Linked DNA regions of Zea mays: region 2 is linked to region 1. A link is a contact called in public Hi-C data. All regions are on one chromosome and are shown on one strand. Each heading gives the region's core, a stretch centred on a gene start, on an enhancer-like site or on the middle of the called end of the contact. The rest is flanking DNA. Distances are from core to core; before and after follow the strand shown.

Region 1 (4,872 bases), core at 1,771-4,270:
TGTGAGCTCTGTGTTTGATTGCCTGCATATAGATTTGGATCCAGACTCGCACGATCCTCAAAGCACCCTTGGCCAGGCTTACCAGATACGAGCAGATTGGTCGCATCTCTAGAGCCAGGCTTCAGTGATACTGGCTCACACAGCCAGGTTGGCAAGAGAAACCAACCAAACAGGCCCATAATATACTAGGTGAGAATATTAGTTAAGCTCCCCATCGATCAGGCCGGGGCTTGTTGTTGCCCACCGGATCAAATCCAACGTGCGTCTGAGCTGAGCTTAGCTAGTAGTATTGTTGGAGCCAGCCAGCCAGGCCAACGAGCGCAACCTACACACCTTCCAATGTCTGCTGGACACGTACGTGTCACTACAGTAAACGAATCAACTTCCGACGGCTTTAGCCGTCGGACATAAGCTTTAAACCGTCGACGTAGCGTATGTCCGACGATATTTGATTATCTTTAACGGTCTCTAGCCGTCAGACATTAGAGGTCGGAAATAGTGTTATGTCTGACGACTGCCAATAACTCTTCATTTTTTTGCTCTCTATTTGACTCTCTATTTACCTTTCTATAAAGATTAGACTCTATATGACTATCTATCTAGTTTGGCTAGTCAGAGTGGCTAGCCAAGTTTGGCTAGCGAGGGAATTAAATCAGGAGAGTCGAATAGCTTGACGAGTTAGATATTGGTATGTTGGAGAGTTGTTTTGATGTTTTGAGTAGTCAAAATTAATTTGACTTGACACGCCATTTATTTGTTAGCCTCTTAGGGCATGTACAGTGGTGTTTAATGTGGAGGCTCTTAAGGTGTTTAAGGGGGTTATTTGCAAAAAAAATTTAGAGTCGTCTCTACGTGAAGAGACGCCTCTGGCTCGTAAACCAAGTAGCAACAAACGCCTCACTTCCTACTGTACGAATTTGTCGTCTGTTCTATTGATCTGATGCTATACAAATATATTTAATTCTGTATTTATTAATAGACTACGTTTATAGACACTCTATTGTACAATAGAGTCTTTTAGTTGTCTCCTGTGCTTAGAGAACCGTTTTGGTGTCTCTCCACTGTACATGCCCTTAGAGATGCTCCAAGCTTTGTAGCTCGATTGCTCGACCTAGATCGACGAGCTGATGATGCACAACGTCAGTGAGCTGTTAAGATCTTACTACCTGATCTAGAACAGTAAACTCATCAAAGTACGCTTGTACACAGTCAGATATATGCATGCATGGCGCGTACTCCCATATACCCATCCCTTCCAAATTAAAAGCCGTTTTCTAGCTTTTCTCAGTGCACCAATATATAAGAATCGTTTACACGTCTCACCTATGTACACGTCTACTAAAAAAACAAATTGTGGGAGTAGCTAGTACGTTTTGGCACTTCTTTTTATATATCAACACGATACCTAGAATACAATAATGGTATCACTGCTATGATCAGTTTTACTAGAAAATCCACTAATTATGGTGGAGCATGTGTGTTTATTTTATTTAGTTTGATTTATATGTAAGCAATGTTTAATTTTAGCCCTCTCTCCCTCCCTTTTTCAGAAGTCCAACTAGTACTTGCCTCGATTTATAAGGTTACCCAATATATCTTAAATTTTCGGATGGACTTCCTATAGAAAAGCACGTTGATATTATTTAACTTGACCCGCCAAAATAATAATAATAAAAAAAGAATTGCTGGTAGACTAATAAATTTTCGGGCACGCAAGCAGAGCCCAAATGTCGTCCTACCTGCAGAAACTAATATTATATATTGCTATGCCGGTATTAATGTTTTTGCTCCATCTGAAATATCACCACCTACTTTTTTTATAAATGGTGATATCAATATATTGGTAGTACAACATATATTGCATGCAATCAATTTGGGATGTACGGCCGTGCAGGTAGTGTGCATTTGATACGAGTATTCGAGACACACAAAGCACGTAGTTCAAAATAAGCAGCATGTTCGCTTAATCGCTTGACTTTAATTCGTACCTGCTTCTACTGTTTTTGCGGTATCGTTATCTATATAAATGGTAACTGAAGCAGTCCTTACAATTGACTTTAATCCAAATCGAACAACCCTTCCCGGTCCCACATAGGTGTGTTGACTTACTGCACATAATTACGTAAAAAGGGAATATATATATATATATATATATATATATATATATATATATATATATATATATATATATATATAATCATTTTTGTTGACGATAAAATAAACCGTGTAGAAAAGTCACCCACCCGTTGGATACAGGGCCGGGCCAAGGCACGTGTGAGCCGTGCGCTCTCACAGGGCCTCCAATCCAAAAATTGAGGGCCTCAAAACTTAGTAGATGTATATATTCTAGTTTTATGATCTTCTACACATGTTAATATATAGCACATATTTTTCTCCCTACCATACCGCTGCGCTGAAGCGAAACTACCGAGCGCTCCACTAAAGAATAAATCTTCATACAATCTTAACATATCTGTCCGCGTGAATGAAGTTCTCTAAATTAAAGCTACTAAATTCATATTTGTGTTCTACTATGATAAAAAAAAGATGTATTATTTAGCCACAATAGCACTCGAGAGTGAAGCTTTGGAGAAGATCGAATATAAGCATATTGTACAAATTTTCTTTAAAACTCACCAAAAGATCGATGTTATTCAAATAAAATAGAAATGTTTCTTTAGATATTCTATTGCAATACATATTACTGTAACTTGCAGATTATTATTACTGGTTTTTTAATAAAAACATAAATTACACTGCTTTAGATTTGGCACGGGGCCTCAAATTTCTCTGGCCCGGCCCTGGTTAGATAAACTTTACAGTGGCCGCTGGGCGCTGCTCGGTGCTCGTCGTACGTATACTGCGGGTCGTCGCCGTCACTGATGCTGTGCAGCTACAGTGAGAGAACTACTTCTAATAATAATGAACTGATGAAGCAGCCAATATATACCGCGCTAGAGATCGTCAAAAAGGTTAATTGTGATTTACTAAAACATGAGGGGATCTGAATGTTTGATGTAGATATTTATATATATGGGTTTATTATTATATATATGGATCCAAATTACCTAGCTAGTTAAGCAAAAGCGAGTTTTTTTTTCTTATATACAAAAGGCTAAGACAAAACCAATGAGCTCTGCCTGTACTGAGGAGGAAGTCATCGAAAACTGCTTTTCATCAGCCGGTACTGTAGCCATCCCAAATTCTACGATCCATTAGCTACTGCACCTCACTAGTTGCCTTGTTCATCATCAGCCCATATATCTCCAATCCGGCAATCGTCCCAAGTAGTAACTGTATCAGGATCTCTCCATATCCCTCTCTACAGAGGGAGCTTCCAGCACACCAAACCCTACCTGTGTCTGTGTGTGCCTGCCTCTCTTTATCATCAGGAGCTTCCACTATTCCACACCTTCCTCTATCTCCTGCCCGGCCCCCTCGCCACCTCCACCGATCCAGCGCCATCCGGGTACGTCCATGGCGTCCACCACCAGCGATAGCCTCCCCTCCTCTCCCTCCATCCCCACCACCGACGGAGCCGCCGACCAAGAGTTCTCCTCCTCCCACTACCACCACCACAGCAGCAGCAGCAGCCTCTTCTTCCCGCCGCCGTCGTCCTCCTCCTCCTCCCAGCTGCCCAGCCTATACCTCGACTCCTCCTTCCACGGCCTCCTCCCCACTACATCTTCCCCCGCGGCGGCCACGTCGTCCCCTTCCCCTCCTCCACCACCGGTGCCGCCACTCCCCCCAGCAGCGCCCGCGAAGCCGGCCAAGAAGCGCCCGAGGGCCTCCCGCCGCCCGCCCACCACGGTGCTCACCACCGACACCTCCAACTTCCGCGCCATGGTGCAGGAGTTCACCGGCTTCCCGGCGCCGCCCTTCGCCCCCGCGCCGCCCCCCACCGTCCGCCCGCGGCTCCTCGGCGGGCCCCCGCCGTTCCTCATGCGCCCGTCGCCTCTCAAGTACCCCGTGCTGCTGCCTCCCGGTCCCAGCACCTGCACCACCACCACTAACACCACCCTAGCCACCGCCAGCGCCAGTAGTACGAGCTCCCTCGTGGACGCGCTCGCGCTCTTCACCAAGAGCAGCGCGACGCCGTCGGCCGGAGGCGGATCAGGGGTTCCTGATCATTACCACCACGGCGTCACCATGGGAGGGTTCAACTTCAACCCGTTCGATGATTTCGACCCACCGCCGCCGGCGGCGGCAGCGGAAGGTGAGACGGGGAGCGGCGGCGGCGGCAGCCATGGTTTCTTCTCCTCCTTCGCCACCGGGGACAAGTACGGCCGCCACTAGCTAGTACGTAACCCATCTCTCTCGTGCTGTCTGGTAATTCAGCTAGCGTGTGCGTGCGTGTCTGTGCTCATGAGAGAGTTTGTGTGGAGAATGGAGAGAGAGAGATTGAGAAACACAAGCAACAAATTCTACTTCGGCCACTGCTGCTATACTGTTTTGCATTATAAGTATTTAGCAAGCTGCATAATTGTGAGTTTTCCATTTCTTGGTTTTGGGATATGGCGATGCCTTATTATGTACATACATAAATCTGAGTTCTCTTTGATTAATTCCAAGCTCATTTTGTTTGGCGTCCAGATGTTGACATTTTATTGGTACTTCCCCGCATTAAAAAGCTAAAATTATGCATAAATGAGGTTTTAAACCATAATTGTTGGTTTTAAACCTATATTCATATCCACTTAACCAATATAAGACACATATTTCTTCATGTTTTATACTCTATATTTATAAATAAAAACCATACCCATGTACGAGCACGAGCACTTTGTTAGTATACATATACACACGCGTAATTGCCGTGATGAAACTTGTAATAGGGAGAAAGCTAGGTAGCTGCTTAATCTGTTCGGCTTC
Region 2 (4,581 bases), core at 221-2,720, 260 kb after region 1:
CTCAACAGTTCAGCTGTTTCGAAGTTCAACCACAAGTCCTTAACAACAATATAACGGCATAAAAACTTCCTGCGAGTTCATTTTTGAACTAAACTGCGACAAATAAATAAAAGAAGTACATCGTAGACCCGCATGTAACAACTTCTGAAGTGGGAGACATTGCTTCATGCAAGGACCCTCCATGCTAAAACTTCCTGGCCACTCATAGTCATACATACGTAATGCACTGCTGAGGTTAAGCATCAGTTTGTTCAGCCTCGCCTTCGTCTGAAAAAAATAACAAAGAAAACAAAGATCAATTGGGAAGGTGACATGCTTCAGTTGACAAGAACATCTCAATCGGTGCAACTTTAATTATGCGTTTGTATGAATGGATTGAATGATGAAACAAATGTACCCTTCACACCTTGCAGATGAGACTGGAACCCGCAAGAGGTGAGATGGTTGGCAAGTTTCTCGGCCAATTGTTTTTGCCAGTCTTTGGTAGCCTTCGCTTCAGGTGTCGTCCACACAATAGCGGTGGCCTTTTCGACATCAACTGTAGCTGCAGCAACCTCAGGCTGCCAAAAATAATCCAAATAAACTTCGGTTACATGGTGGTATAACTTGATGCAAGGTGATGGCGGCACTTGGAGGTGTCACACACAGAAGCAGCATACTGTACAGTGCAAAACATGCCAGGTACAAATTGGCTTGGCTAATAAGAACCGAAAGCAACTGCGTATGCAAGTGCTGATTTTACAGTCGTGTCATTCGCAGCAGATAATTTGTTTGCAAATTTAACAGACTAGACCATAAGATTTGTGAGTCTAGTGTATCCGATTTTGAATCTGTTTCCAGAACCGACGCCAAGGGCCAAATGGAGAGACGATATGAGAGGAAGCAGAGTTGCAAGCTTTGCACTGCTGCTAGTGCTAACTCTTAACGGACCTGGCTCTCCAGAATTCGCTTCACCTTGTCCGCACATCCGCCGCACGTCATTCCCTGCACGCACGCACGCACGCAGCAGGCAGCACAGCAGCTCATACCGGCGGCTATCAATCGGAACAAAATCGTAGCGTCAAGGTTCAGACACGGGAACGAGCGTTACCCCGACATGGAGCACGATTGCGTCAGAGTCGCCGTCCTCCTGCTGCTCGGACTCACCCAGAGCCGCCACAGCCGCGGCGGCCGCGGCTGCGCCGGCACCGGAGTCGTCCCCTCCACCGTCGCCGCCGCAGCCGCCTGCAGATGAGCGCCCCCCGCCGCCGCCTGCGCCGGATGTGGAGGTGGCGGAGACGGAGGCGAAGCCGCGGCGGGGCCGCGCCAGGACCGGCGGGAGCAGGGGCCTCCCCGCGGTGGGCAGCAGAGGGAAGGACACCCTCGTTGTCGTCGTGGCCACCACGGCTTCCATTGCTGCTTGAAACTAACTACCACAGCAGCACAGGCCGGTAGTGCTTTTCGCGGCGGGCGTTGCGTTATGTCCAAGTCCAACGGATTCGATTTGCTCGCTGGCCTTTTGCAGACCAGAGTTGCCGTGGGCCCGTGGCAGTCGTGCGCTCCTGCTTCACGTGTTCCTGCCATCAGACCGTACGAATTTTTTCTCCATTGCACAAAAAATACATTTTTAAAATTTTGTCTAGACATAGGGGACGTTTCGTTTAAAGGGACTAATTTTTAGTCCTTCATTGTATTACATTTTAGTTTTTAAATTATTAAATACGTAAACTATAATAGAATTTTAGTTTCCACATTTGACAATTTAGAAACTAAAATACAATAAAATGGAGGAACTAAAAATTAGTCACTATAAACCAAATACCTCTTATACAAGTAATGACATTCATAATATAAATAAAAAAGTCTAAATTACTCCCTCACTTATGGGCAATGTACATATAACCCCTTAACTATATTTTAGTTTAATTTACCTCTCCACATATTTGAGTTGATTCAAGCTACCTCTTAACAAAATTTGTCTTCCATAGAAAAAAAATATTATGGTTTTTATAATTATTTTGATAGGTTAAAAATCATATAATGTAATAGCTTTAATGATACAAAACTAAATATAAAATAATAATCATAATTTTCACATATTTTTCTAACTTAAGTTACGATGTCCTCAATCAGTCTAAAAATATGAACTTAAAATTCAACTTTTACATAGAAAAACAAAAAGATAAATATTGATATTTGTCTTTTTCTCCACGTATAAGTTAAATTTCAAATTTATATGGAGAAACAAGTATCGAGCCTCTTCTTTTGTGCTTTGTACATCAAGGCCTTCGGCGACGAAGCTGGTACACGCCTTTGCAACGCCTGTGCATAGCCGAAGTTCCATACCTTCTCATTTCTGGTTTTAAATCTGCTTCGTTGATTCTTTGTGTTGTACCTGAAACACACTTTCTCAGTCCGAAAGTTAACCTATGTACCTGAAACACACTGTTCATTATCCGGTGTGTGCCACGTCAGCCGACCGTTGGGGTTTGGAGCAGTTGACCGTTGAAGTACTTTGTCTTCTTGCGGCACCGGACAGTCCGGTGCGTTCTGCTTCTGCACTGTTCACTGTTCACCGCAGTCGACCGTTGGGCGCAGTTGACCGTTGCTCTGTTGGCTCGCTGGACATGTCCGGTGCACATCAGACAGTCCGGTGAATTATAGCGGAGTGACTCTAGGAAAAACCAGAGAGCGGCCAGTTCGTGGGTGCCTTGGCCTGGGCACCGGACAGTGTCCGGTGCGCCACTGGCATCACCAATGCTTCTATTTGCTCTAAACTATGTAGAGTTCTCCAACTTATTTTCTTTATTGGATTGTGTTGTACTTTATGCACCTGAGATAAATGACAACTAGGCAAACTAGTTAGTCCACGTGGTTTATGATGGACGTCAAACACCAAAATCGATTATAGTAAATGTTTAAGCCTATTTCCCTTTCAAAATAACTAAACAAGAACGTGCAATCTAGGTTTTGTTTAAGTGTTGCTATCTCTACCGCAAAAGAGTTATGCAACCTAAGTTCCAATCATATATATATATATATATATATATATATTCTAAACTAGGAAAGAGAGATTGAAACTTAAGTACTTAAAGTAAATGCGGAATCTAAAGAGCAAAGGTAGAGATTGCAAACTCTCGTGGATGATGCTAGTATTTTTACAGAGGTATCCGGAACCGCGCAAGTTCCCAACTAATCCTCGTTGGTGCCCCTACACAAAGGGTAGCCCACGCAAGGGCCAAGCACCACGGTCGAGTAACTCCGTAAAGAGTCGCAGGCCTTCTCCACGCTCAAGTAGTGCCCCGCTTCTGGCTCCTATCGGATGCTCCCCACCTTCTCCACTATCGAGCTTCCAATTGAATCATCGCGGGCATTGTTCCCTCCAGTAAATGGTGGTGGTCGCACCACAAACGTGGTTGATGCGGTCTCGCAAGACTCTTGCCCCATTCGGTACAATTAGAACATCTCACTCAAGAGCCGAGGGGGTTTGCGGGTTTTTTCTAAAGTCACTCAACTAATTAGGAACAAGCTAGAGCAAACGCATAAGCGGTCTAACTAACCTAACCACTTCGCAAAGCACATACGCTCATCATCGAGTGATTCTATTAAGCACTTGGGTGTTTGAAGCCTTAGAGATGTGTGTTTCATGTGTTGGTATTTTGCTTGGGCTACAACACCTTCAAATGGTCGTGCAAAGAGGTATATATAAAGCCCCATGCAAAGAGAGTTGTTGGAGAAATATTCCAGCTCCATGTGGTGCACCGGACTGGCTGTACAGACCTGCCGTTGCAGTTCTGCGCCCTGGCACACCAGACAGTGTGTACAACCACGTGTGTGACACCCCAATGTCACTTAGGGTTTCTACCTTAAGCTAACCCCAAACTATTATCACATGCAATCTCAATAAAGGAATAAACATAAAAAATGAGAACAAAGATTTATAATGAGTCTTCTCAAACTCTCCTTAATCTTGTCATGAATCCTAAGGAAGGAAAACTCTCAAACCCTAATTGATCCTAAGCGAACCATTTAAGCATAAAGGGTAATTGGGAGAAAATCTTGGGAGAAAAATACAAATTTTGGAAAAAAACCAAATTACAAAGTTTTAGTTCACTAATTAGCTAACAAAGCATAGTAAGGGAGTTTTGCCATTTGAACTTTTTTAAATCCCCAAAACAACCCCTAAACTAAGGCACTTGGGGGAAATTCAGAAATATGAATTTCAACCCCTTTCCAAAGATCAATCGCGTTCTCTGTTTTTCAAAACTCAAATCAAACAAGTCCAAATATCAAAGTGGCGCCAAATTCCCTTGAACACGCCGTGGCAAAGTTTGGAAACCTCTCTCCACCGTTTGACACACCCTTGGCATGGTTTTACCTCGGGACTCAACCTTGTGACACTGCCACCTTTGTGACACGACAACTCTCTGTACACTGCCCCAAAACCGCTCGACTTCCACACACAAATGACAAAGCTCTGTCGGGGGAGTAAACCTTGCGCAGTGATCATGCCCAAATTCGCGAAGATCTTCAACCTATGAGCGCTTGAACTCGGGCAGAAGCAAAAAGCCACGCGTTCGATCGCTTGCCTGACCGGCCAAG

Evidence for each region. Hi-C and Micro-C count contacts between places; a contact is called where the count stands out from the background.
Region 2: a contact with region 1 is called in a Hi-C map of leaf, with 7 times the contacts expected there. The contact joins the promoter of LOC100284630 here to the promoter of LOC103639004 in region 1. A contact is called at or near these places in 4 of 25 Hi-C or Micro-C datasets (bundle sheath, ear, leaf and 1 more).

What each region holds. Positions count from the first base shown.
Region 1 is chr9:125,388,926-125,393,797 of Zm-B73-REFERENCE-NAM-5.0, forward strand. It overlaps LOC103639004 (proline-rich receptor-like protein kinase PERK2), which reads left to right and starts at 3,021. Exons shown (of 1, transcript XM_008661783.3): 1 at 3,021-4,592. The coding sequence starts at 3,478. The coding sequence ends at 4,296.
Region 2 is chr9:125,647,934-125,652,514 of Zm-B73-REFERENCE-NAM-5.0, forward strand. LOC100284630 (copper-transporting ATPase PAA1) reads right to left here and starts at 1,471. Exons shown (of 4, transcript NM_001157525.2): 1 at 1,091-1,471; 2 at 931-984; 3 at 407-560; 4 at 1-267. The coding sequence starts at 1,393. The coding sequence ends at 236.